2 separate regions of the Sus scrofa genome follow, and region 1 is linked to region 2. The links are chromatin contacts, called in public promoter capture Hi-C maps. All regions are on one chromosome and are shown on one strand. The core of a region is the stretch at or near the end of the contact, and the rest is flanking DNA. Distances in the headings are between cores, read along the strand shown.

Region 1 (4,127 bases), core at 553-3,052, 61 kb after region 2:
CTAATTTATTACAAGCAAAAAAAAAAAAAAAAATTCTCATAAGATACACACTGCTGACAGAACTTAGAAGAGGTTCTCTGAATGTCTAGGAAAGTATATGGTCCTTGAGCCTTTCAATTAAAAAAAAAAAAAAGCTTGTGCTAATGCATTTGCTCACTTGGCCTCATTTCCATTTGCAAGTTAGCTGATAGAAATTAAGGTGGAATGAGTGACTGTTAAAAAGTATACATTATGATGGGTGAGTCATGAGTTTTGATGTTAAGTTTTATTACAGGCTGCTCAGTTTGGCTGCAGAAACTCTTAGTTTCCTCATCTGTAAATTGTTGACAATATCAGTACCTGCCTCACCTGGCTGTTGGAAAGATAAATCTGATCTAGCCAGAAGACCTCAGCAAAATCCCTGCATAGTTACCTCCAATAAATGGTAAGTGCCTTACAAACGACATCTAAGGCTTCCTGGTTACTGTGCTTAATTAAGCACAGCAGTGGTTAAGAGCACAGCATGGTTTGAGGAGGCTGGTTTGGGGCCCCAGTTCTGATATCTGGATTGCATAACATTGAGCAAATATAATAAACAAGTCTCCATCTTTTTATCAATAAAAACAACAGATAATATGTATTTGCGGGAATTAAAATAAAAAAATAATTGATGTAAAAACTCAGTATGCTATCTGGGGTACTGTACTATCAAAATTAACTCCCATTACTTAATCTATAGTGTTTTTGTGCTACTGCCACCCATAAACTGCTTTAACCAATTTTCCTTTTCTTAGGCTTGAATGGAATATTAATAAGAAATCCACAAGTTCAAACAAAATGCGACGGTAAAATATTTTTTTATCAGTGAGACTCTCCGACTTGACCAACAGATAGCTACCGCCGCTTCCTCATTCCTATTCCCTTCCATCTGTTTTAGTTTCCGAAGGCACTAATTGTTTATTGGCTGCATTCTCCAATTAATGTAAGATCTATGGGGTAGGGGCTTTGCTTCGCTCACTGCTGTATCCTTATCATCCTGAATAGTGCTTGGTATGTAGTAAATACTTGGCTTATATTTCAGAAAAAAGGAGTCAATAAAAGGAGTCCCGTCCCAGCCTTAAAAATCGCTATTTGCCTCTGATGAAGGGAAGCAAAAGGGGCAAGAGGTATGAGAGTATCTCCTGTCCCCCATCTCCTTTCCCCGTACGCACCGGAAGGGTCATTGAATCGTTTCAGGGGCGCCTTAGGAAAGGACATGTTGACGACCAGCTCCACAAACACGAAGGTATCAGCGCTCCTCGGTAACTTCCAGAGGGTTATTATGGCCTACTGTCTTCAAATTCAAATCTCCCTGATTATTCCCGCCCAGGCGACATTGGCCAATCGGAAAACCAAAGCCTTGGGTACACCAATCCAGGAAGGGAACACCCAAAGAGCCTGCGTACTCGGCTCTCGCGGCGTCCAATCAGGTGGCCTGCTAGTTTAGGTTATCACCCAATAGGAGACTAGTACTTTTTTACTTCGACCCCTCCCCCACACACTGGCCCAATCACTACTGGCTTTACTCAATTTCAACTACGCCACAAGCAGCATTTGCGCAATCGCAGTTCACATCAGCGAATTTTTCAGTCGCTCTTGACGTCATATTGGTGGTACTGTCCTGCGTTCTAACTTTACGAGTTGCAAGCCTCTTCCATCGGTCTTTGGATGTAAACTTTTCCGGATTTCAGTTCCTTCAACCTGGGTCCTGCCAGTGTCCTAATGGCCATTGAGAGGAAAGAAAGAGCGCAGGTGGAAACACGGGGGTCCACTCCTGCGCATGTGCAGTGACCCGAGCGGAGGAGACGGGGCGTGGCCTGGGCGCGGAGGCTCCGCGCTTGCGCTCAGTTTTCTCGGTGCCACCGCAGCCGGGAGGCGATTGGAGTATGTCAGCCCCTTTTGAGGAACGCAGTGGGGTCGTTCCGTGCGGGACGCCGTGGGGCCAGTGGTACCAGACGTTGGAGGAGGTGTTCATTGAAGTTCAGGTCCCGCCAGGCACTCGCGCCCAGGATATCCAGTGCGGCCTGCAGAGCCGGCATGTGGCGCTGGCCGTGGGTGGTCGCGAGATCCTCAAGGTAGCGGCAGGTCGGGGCTTATACTCAGTTTCTTTCCAGCCTCCTCAAATCCCCCAGCCCTAAATATCATGGTTTTCGTGGAAAGACTGCTGGAGGGCCGTTCGGCTCCTCTTGACTGGCCGAAGCAGGGATGAGATTGCCCTGGTTTTCGGTCTGGTAGGAGCCCGCCCCCGGCTCAGGGCCAGCCACATTTGAGGTGGGAATTTGAGTAGCCCTTTTCTCTGGCCTTGTTTTTAAGCCAGATGAAGCTGCTGCTTTTGTTCCTCTGCGGGTCTTCTATGAGAACAGCTTAACTTGTCCTTGAAAGAACAAATAATTATAGTACATGTACTATCTTCCAAGCACTGATCTAGGTGTTGGGAGGACAGCGGTGAAGGAGCCAGATAATGTTCCCGTACTGTGAGAGAAGTTAGGGTCTCGGCGGGAGGCATAACTAAACTAATAAATATGTGGGCAGTTGTAGGACAGTAAAGATAAAAATAGAGGCTAAAGATGTCGGGATGAGGATTGGGAGGTAATGTCTCATCCAAAATTAGAAAAATTAAGCTCAGCAGAAAAGAATCTGACTAGCGTCCATGAGGACGCAGGTTTGATTCCTGTCCTTTCTCAGTGGGTTAAGGATCTGGCCTTGCGTTGAGCTGTGGTGTAGATCACAGACATGGCTGGGATCTGGCGTTTCTGTTGGCTGTGGTGTAGGCCAACGACTACAGCTTGAATTTGACACCTAGCCCGGGAACCTCCATACGCCCCTAAAAAGACAAAAAAAAAAAAAAAAAAAGGAAAGAAAAGAAAAATTCTGCATTTTCGTGGCGTGGTTAAGCAGGTGGCCCAGAGGTTGTGAAGAAAATAGTTAACATTCCTCTTAATCTCATCAGTACCCTTTGGATCTAGGACCCATTTTTTTCATTGTTAAAATTTATAGTTAAATTCAATTAGGTTGAAGTTAGATTTCGTTCTCGGATTAGATGTTCAGGATATTTGATGACACTCTGTGATGGTGAAGGGAGACTACTTGGTAAGATACCTCCCTTTGCCATTTTACCAGTTTTTTAACTTTGAACAAGAGATTATTCAGTGTCTAAGCCTTCATCCACAAAGTGGGGTAATTACATACCTTTCTCATTGAGTTGCTTTAAGCACAGCATGGTATATCCCTGTGTGTGAGAAGCTTAGAATAGTGCCTGATACAGAATAACATCACATTACCTCTTAGCTATTATTATTATTGTCTTTTTTTTTTTTTTTTTGCCTTTTCTAGGGCTGCTTCCTGCGGCATATGGAGGTTCCCAGGCTAGGGGTCTAATCAGAGCTATAGCCTCCAGCCTATGCCAGAGCCACAGCAACACAGGATCTGAGCTGAGGCTGCAACGTATGCCACTGCTCACGGCAACGCTGGATCCTTAACCCATTTAGCAAGTCCAGGGATCGAATCCGCAACCTCATGGTTCCTAGTCGGATTCGTTAACCACTGAACCACAACAGGAACTCCAGCTATTATTTTATATGAAAGTGTTTTGAGTGCTTCAGAGAAAAAGGATTCATGTGAAAGACATTGATTTATGTCAACTTGGTTCTTAATGACCTTTCTGAATAGTTGTGCAATTTATAGTTTACTGAACAGTGATTTAAAATTACAGTTCATATTTACTTTGGTTCTTGCAGTAACTTTGACACTATAGCCATAAATCTAGGGTTTTAGGTGTACATTTAGACCTGTAGGGTTTTTCTATACTGTTACTGACATATGAAAAAAAGTGTTTTCTTTTTTTAACATGACATTTTAATTTCATTTTCTAAAAGTTAAATTTGATAGGTAGCAACAAAATAGATTTTAGTAGATGCATTCTCTTTTAAACATATTTTGCTTTGTTCTTTTTTATTTTCTTCTTAGGGCTGCACCTGTGGCATATGTTTCCAGGGTAGGGGTCAAATAGGAGCTGCAGCTGCCAGCCTGTGCCACAGCCACACCAGATCAGTGTTGCATCTGCAACCTACACCACAGCTCACAGCAATGCTGGGTCCCTAACCCACTGA
Region 2 (4,359 bases), core at 1,838-4,337:
CGGTATCAGTTCTTAAAGATATTTTCTCCTTAGTTCAACCAATTTCAAGACATTTTAGAGGTTGAAGAAAAATGCATCTAGGCTCTCTGTTGGAAAAAAAACTTGGCTCTATACCAACTGATCTCTGAAAACAAGGATTTCAGCCAGCAAAATATTTTCTCTTACATTTTTGGCAAGAAAACAACTCTATAAAGACGGTAATTGTAAAGAGGTTAAAACATGCCAAGTCTAGTAGAGATATAATCAGAAAACAATTTACACAAGTTAAATACCAAAAAGATTCCTGGGAAAATGCTATAAAAGAGCTGTGATCTGGTTTCCTGAGTTTCTCACTTTCCTTCATTCAAAGGAAGGAATAGGAGTTCCCTTCGTGGCTCAGTGGCTAAGGAAGCTAACTAGTATCCATGAGGCTAAGTGTTTGATCCCTGGCCTTGCTCAGTGGGTTTAGGATCTGGCCTTGCCAGTGAGCTGTGGTGTAGGTCAGATCCCACGTGGCTGGGCTGTGGCTGTAGTGTAGGCCGGCAACATAGCTCCGATTTGACCCCTAGCCTGGGAAACTCCCTCCACATGCCGCAAATAGAGCCCTAAAAAGATTTAAAAAAAAAAAAAAAAAACTTGAGTTCCCGTCGTGGCTCAGTGGTTAACGAATCCCACTAGGAACCATGAGGTTTCGGGTTTGATCCCTAGCCTTGTTCGGTGGGTTAAGGATCCAGCATTGCCGTGAGCTGTGGTGTAGGCCGAAGACAGGGCTCAGATCCTGCACTGCTGTGGCTCTAGCGTACACCAGTGGCTACAGCTCCGATTAGACCCCTAGCCTGGGAACCTCCATGTGCCGCAGCAGCGGTCCTAGAAAAGACAAAAAAAAAACCAAAAAAGGCCCCCCACCCCAAAAAAAACCCTTGAAAAACCAAATATATATAAATAGAGAGCTGTAGCTCTTATGCTACGAAGTCATACACATAATGGGAGACGTGTACACGGAATAATACCAAATTGTAAACTTAATAGGAGATAAATGGTTCTTTCAAGATGGTTCAACAAGTCCTCTGGGACAGTGACTTCTACTTTAGCACATGTGGGTTAACTTCTACTAAAAGTATCCCAAAGGAGTTCCCATTGTGGCGACTAGTATTCATGAGGAAGTGAGCCTCACTCAGTGAGTTAAGGATCCAGCTTTGCTGTTAGCTGTGGTGTAGGTTGCAGACATGGCTTGGATCTGGGCATTGCTGTGGCTGTGGCACAGGCCAGCAGCTGTAGCTCAGAGTCAAACCTGAGCCTGGGAACTTCCAAATGTGCTGGTGTCACCCTAAAAAGACAAAAAAAAAGGGGGGGTTCCTGTCGTGGCTCAGTGGTTAAGGAATCTGACTAGGAACCATGAGGTTGCAGGTTCCATCCCTGGCCTTGCTCGGTGGGTTAAGGATCCAGCGTTGCCGTGAGCTGTGGTGTAGGTTAGAGACCAGGCCCAGATCCCGAGTTGCTGTGGCTCCAGCTCCTATTCGACCCCTAGCCTGGGAACCTCTATATGCCACCGGAGCGGCCCAAGAAATGGCAAAAAGACAAAAAAAAAAAAAGTCCTAGAAAAGGTCAAGAGTGAAACTTCACTAATTATCTAAAGAGGAAATCTTAAATTTTAGTTGCAAACACAATTATACTTGGCTATTTTTAGAAGCTCTTAAATGTGGCAAAGTTTCACATTGATTTCTTTCTCACAACCCTCCCCCTTGAGAAAGATCTTTGAATAAATACTCCTGGACTTTAAGAAACTTTTTAAGATACCTAGGTGACACCAGTCTAACATCCACTGTCACCCTTCTGTACCCTACAAATAGTATTATTACCAGTAACCACTACATCTCATTCTCTAACATAAACTTCGTCTTCATTCTCACGAGTGAGGTTCAATTTTATAGGTTTTGAGAGCAGCAAAAATACATCAAGTTTTGGCTACAATTTTAACGAAGGAAAATCCATTTTCACTGGTCTACTGAACCCCTACTGTGAGAACTTATCAAGCTTTACATACACACATATACATTCATATGCGAGAATGCACATAAACGATATGTAATGTTACTACTCAGCATTGCTTGGGATACACAGAAACAATATCGAGGTTTAAAATAGGCTATCTACCCTAACTCTACCCCCTAAGTCCCAAAGTGATTTGAAAACACTAAATATGCTACATTCCGGAAGCGTAAAAATTTTGCATTATCAGAGATAGCCTTCACCTGAACCTTCTAAGACATATCGATCTGGGCATTAATAATCTCTTTATTCCCAGAGCTAGATATATTCTGTGAACTGGTGTATGCTGGGGGGCGTGGAATGAAACGGTAGAGAAGGGGGCTCTCCAAACACAGTTAACAGCTTTCGTTTATGCAACCTCCGCAATGGTTCAAAGCTTGGGAAACAGACCTGTATTTGAATTCCGGATGCAACCGTACTAAATGCACTTGGGCCAAGTACTCGCCCTCTAAGCCCCAAGTTTTCCTACCTGTAAAATGGAGCAAAACTAGAAACTCACAGTTATAAGGATTAAAGTAAATAATGTACGTAAAGTGCATAATATAGTTGTATGTTTTTAAACTAAGAACTCACTCTTCATCTCCAATCCTGTTCCTATTTCTGAAAGGCCACCCGGCCCCTTTTCAGAGATAGGAATTAAAATCGGAGAATAAAAACAAAAAAGATTAAAAAAAAAAAATCAAAACCGAAACATCTCCGAAAACCCCTCTTCGTTCCTGGGAGGGGAGACAGGAAACTTGAAAATGAAATTCAACTTATCCTGTCGCAGCTGCTAAGAAAAGACACAGAAACCGAGATAAACAAACTCGGCGGCGCCGCCCCAGCCTCCCGGGGCCTCAGCTCCGACTGAATGCGTCTGGAAAAGTACTCCAGCCCCACCACCAGATTCGTCCCCCTCCGCTCACTCGGTTCCCACGAGACGTCCCCCCCCCCCACCCCGCCTCCAGACCCGGGGCCGATTCCCTCACCTCCACTAACTGGCAGTTCCCGGGAACAAAGTGGATAGAGAGCTCCTTCTCCCGCCCCACCATGCCCGCCGTCTTGGCGACGCCGCCGCAGCGTCCGCCACTTCCTCCAGCCCAAGAACGCCGTAAGCCGCAGCTCCAACGCCCTAGGCCCGCCTCCCCTGGTCCGGGCCGGCCCCCTCCCACCGCTTCCGGCTTCCGCCGCCAAGACCGACACTCTTGATTGGCCACGCTCCACCGACGCCCCAAAAAGGGGGCGGGCGCGCTCAGGACGCTCCCAGCCCACGCGCCGACTCTTAAAGGGCTACCTGAAACAAAGGCCTCAGCTTTAAACCGGGACTCTTGAGTTTTGTTTGCGGGCTGGGAGGAGGAACTGGGGATGTTTATTTAGTTTTCCCTTTTCGACTAGGTAAGAATTGAATTGGATCGCCTGGACTTCCAAGTTTGTAGACTGTGCGCAGTGCATAAGGATTAACTGGGCACGTAAAACATAAAGTGGAACAAAACATTTTAAAGATATGGTAGGAGGGATGAGGCAAGGGAAGAGGAAGCACAATTGGACATGTATCCCTAGAGCAATGAGGGATCTTTGTTTTTGAGAGAGAGATTTTATAAAGAGAGGAGTAAAAATAAATGTGTTGACATCTGAGTCATCAGCCTCTGAAGAACCCATTTGTCTTTCTGGGATGCACAAAGGTAGTACGTGTGAAATTCCAAAAATGGCAAACTATTTTTAACTAGTTAAAAATAAAAAGGTGTGGGAGTCTGGGGGTGAATTGTTTGGGTGCCACTTTAAAACGTACGTTCTCGTACTTTACCAATAACTTCAGTATGAGCTGTGGAACTAGAGCCTGGGGCTCCACATTTTAGGGGATATAACTGGAGTCAAGACCACCCTTTGAGAAGCACCGCCTTACAGGCTGCAGCATTTGGCTACACAGCGGCGCCTCTGCTACCTCGGAAAATGAAAGGAACCAAAGGGGAAAAAGACCAACGGATCTTCTACCACCTGTATCACCCTTTTTTTTTTTTTTTAAAGTAACAAATTAAAACAGCCCTAAGCATTGAAGCTGACCTAGCACGCAACCGTATTTTCTTTCAGTTTAAAACCAAAACGTCCCATGCCAGCCGGGATGCCGGTGAAATTTACTCAGAAAAAATCCGAGCATGGACCGTGTAGGGTTCACCAGCTTTCCACTGAACAGTCTGAGTGTTTTTGTCCAGACACACAGAAGACAGAGACTCTAATAAAAGTCGCCCAGAAATGTTGATTACTGCTTGGATTCTTCTAAAACGACGTTAATTGCATAAAAGCTTTTTTTGGTTTCATCTTCCAGCTGAACACTAGGCAAGCAGCCTTTAAAAA

The links. Promoter capture Hi-C pulls out the DNA fragments that hold promoters and counts their contacts.
Region 1: a promoter capture Hi-C map of fetal liver shows a contact between it and region 2, with 3 times the contacts expected there. The contact joins the promoter of HMMR here to the promoter of MAT2B in region 2. A contact is called at or near these places in 2 of 5 promoter capture datasets (fetal liver and liver), 20 of 47 Hi-C or Micro-C datasets (alveolar macrophages, blood, brain and 11 more) and 2 of 2 datasets of contacts at active chromatin or transcription factors (alveolar macrophages and skeletal muscle).

Annotation. Positions count from the first base shown.
Region 1 is chr16:60,330,609-60,334,735 of Sscrofa11.1, forward strand. It overlaps HMMR (hyaluronan mediated motility receptor), which reads right to left and starts at 1,803. Exons shown (of 18, transcript XM_003134082.6): 1 at 1,191-1,803. The coding sequence starts at 1,236. It overlaps NUDCD2 (nudC domain-containing protein 2), which reads left to right and starts at 1,532. Exons shown (of 4, transcript XM_003134083.6): 1 at 1,532-2,093. The coding sequence starts at 1,905.
Region 2 is chr16:60,268,556-60,272,914 of Sscrofa11.1, forward strand. MAT2B (methionine adenosyltransferase 2B) reads right to left here and starts at 3,088. Exons shown (of 7, transcript NM_001142832.1): 1 at 2,997-3,088. The coding sequence starts at 3,059.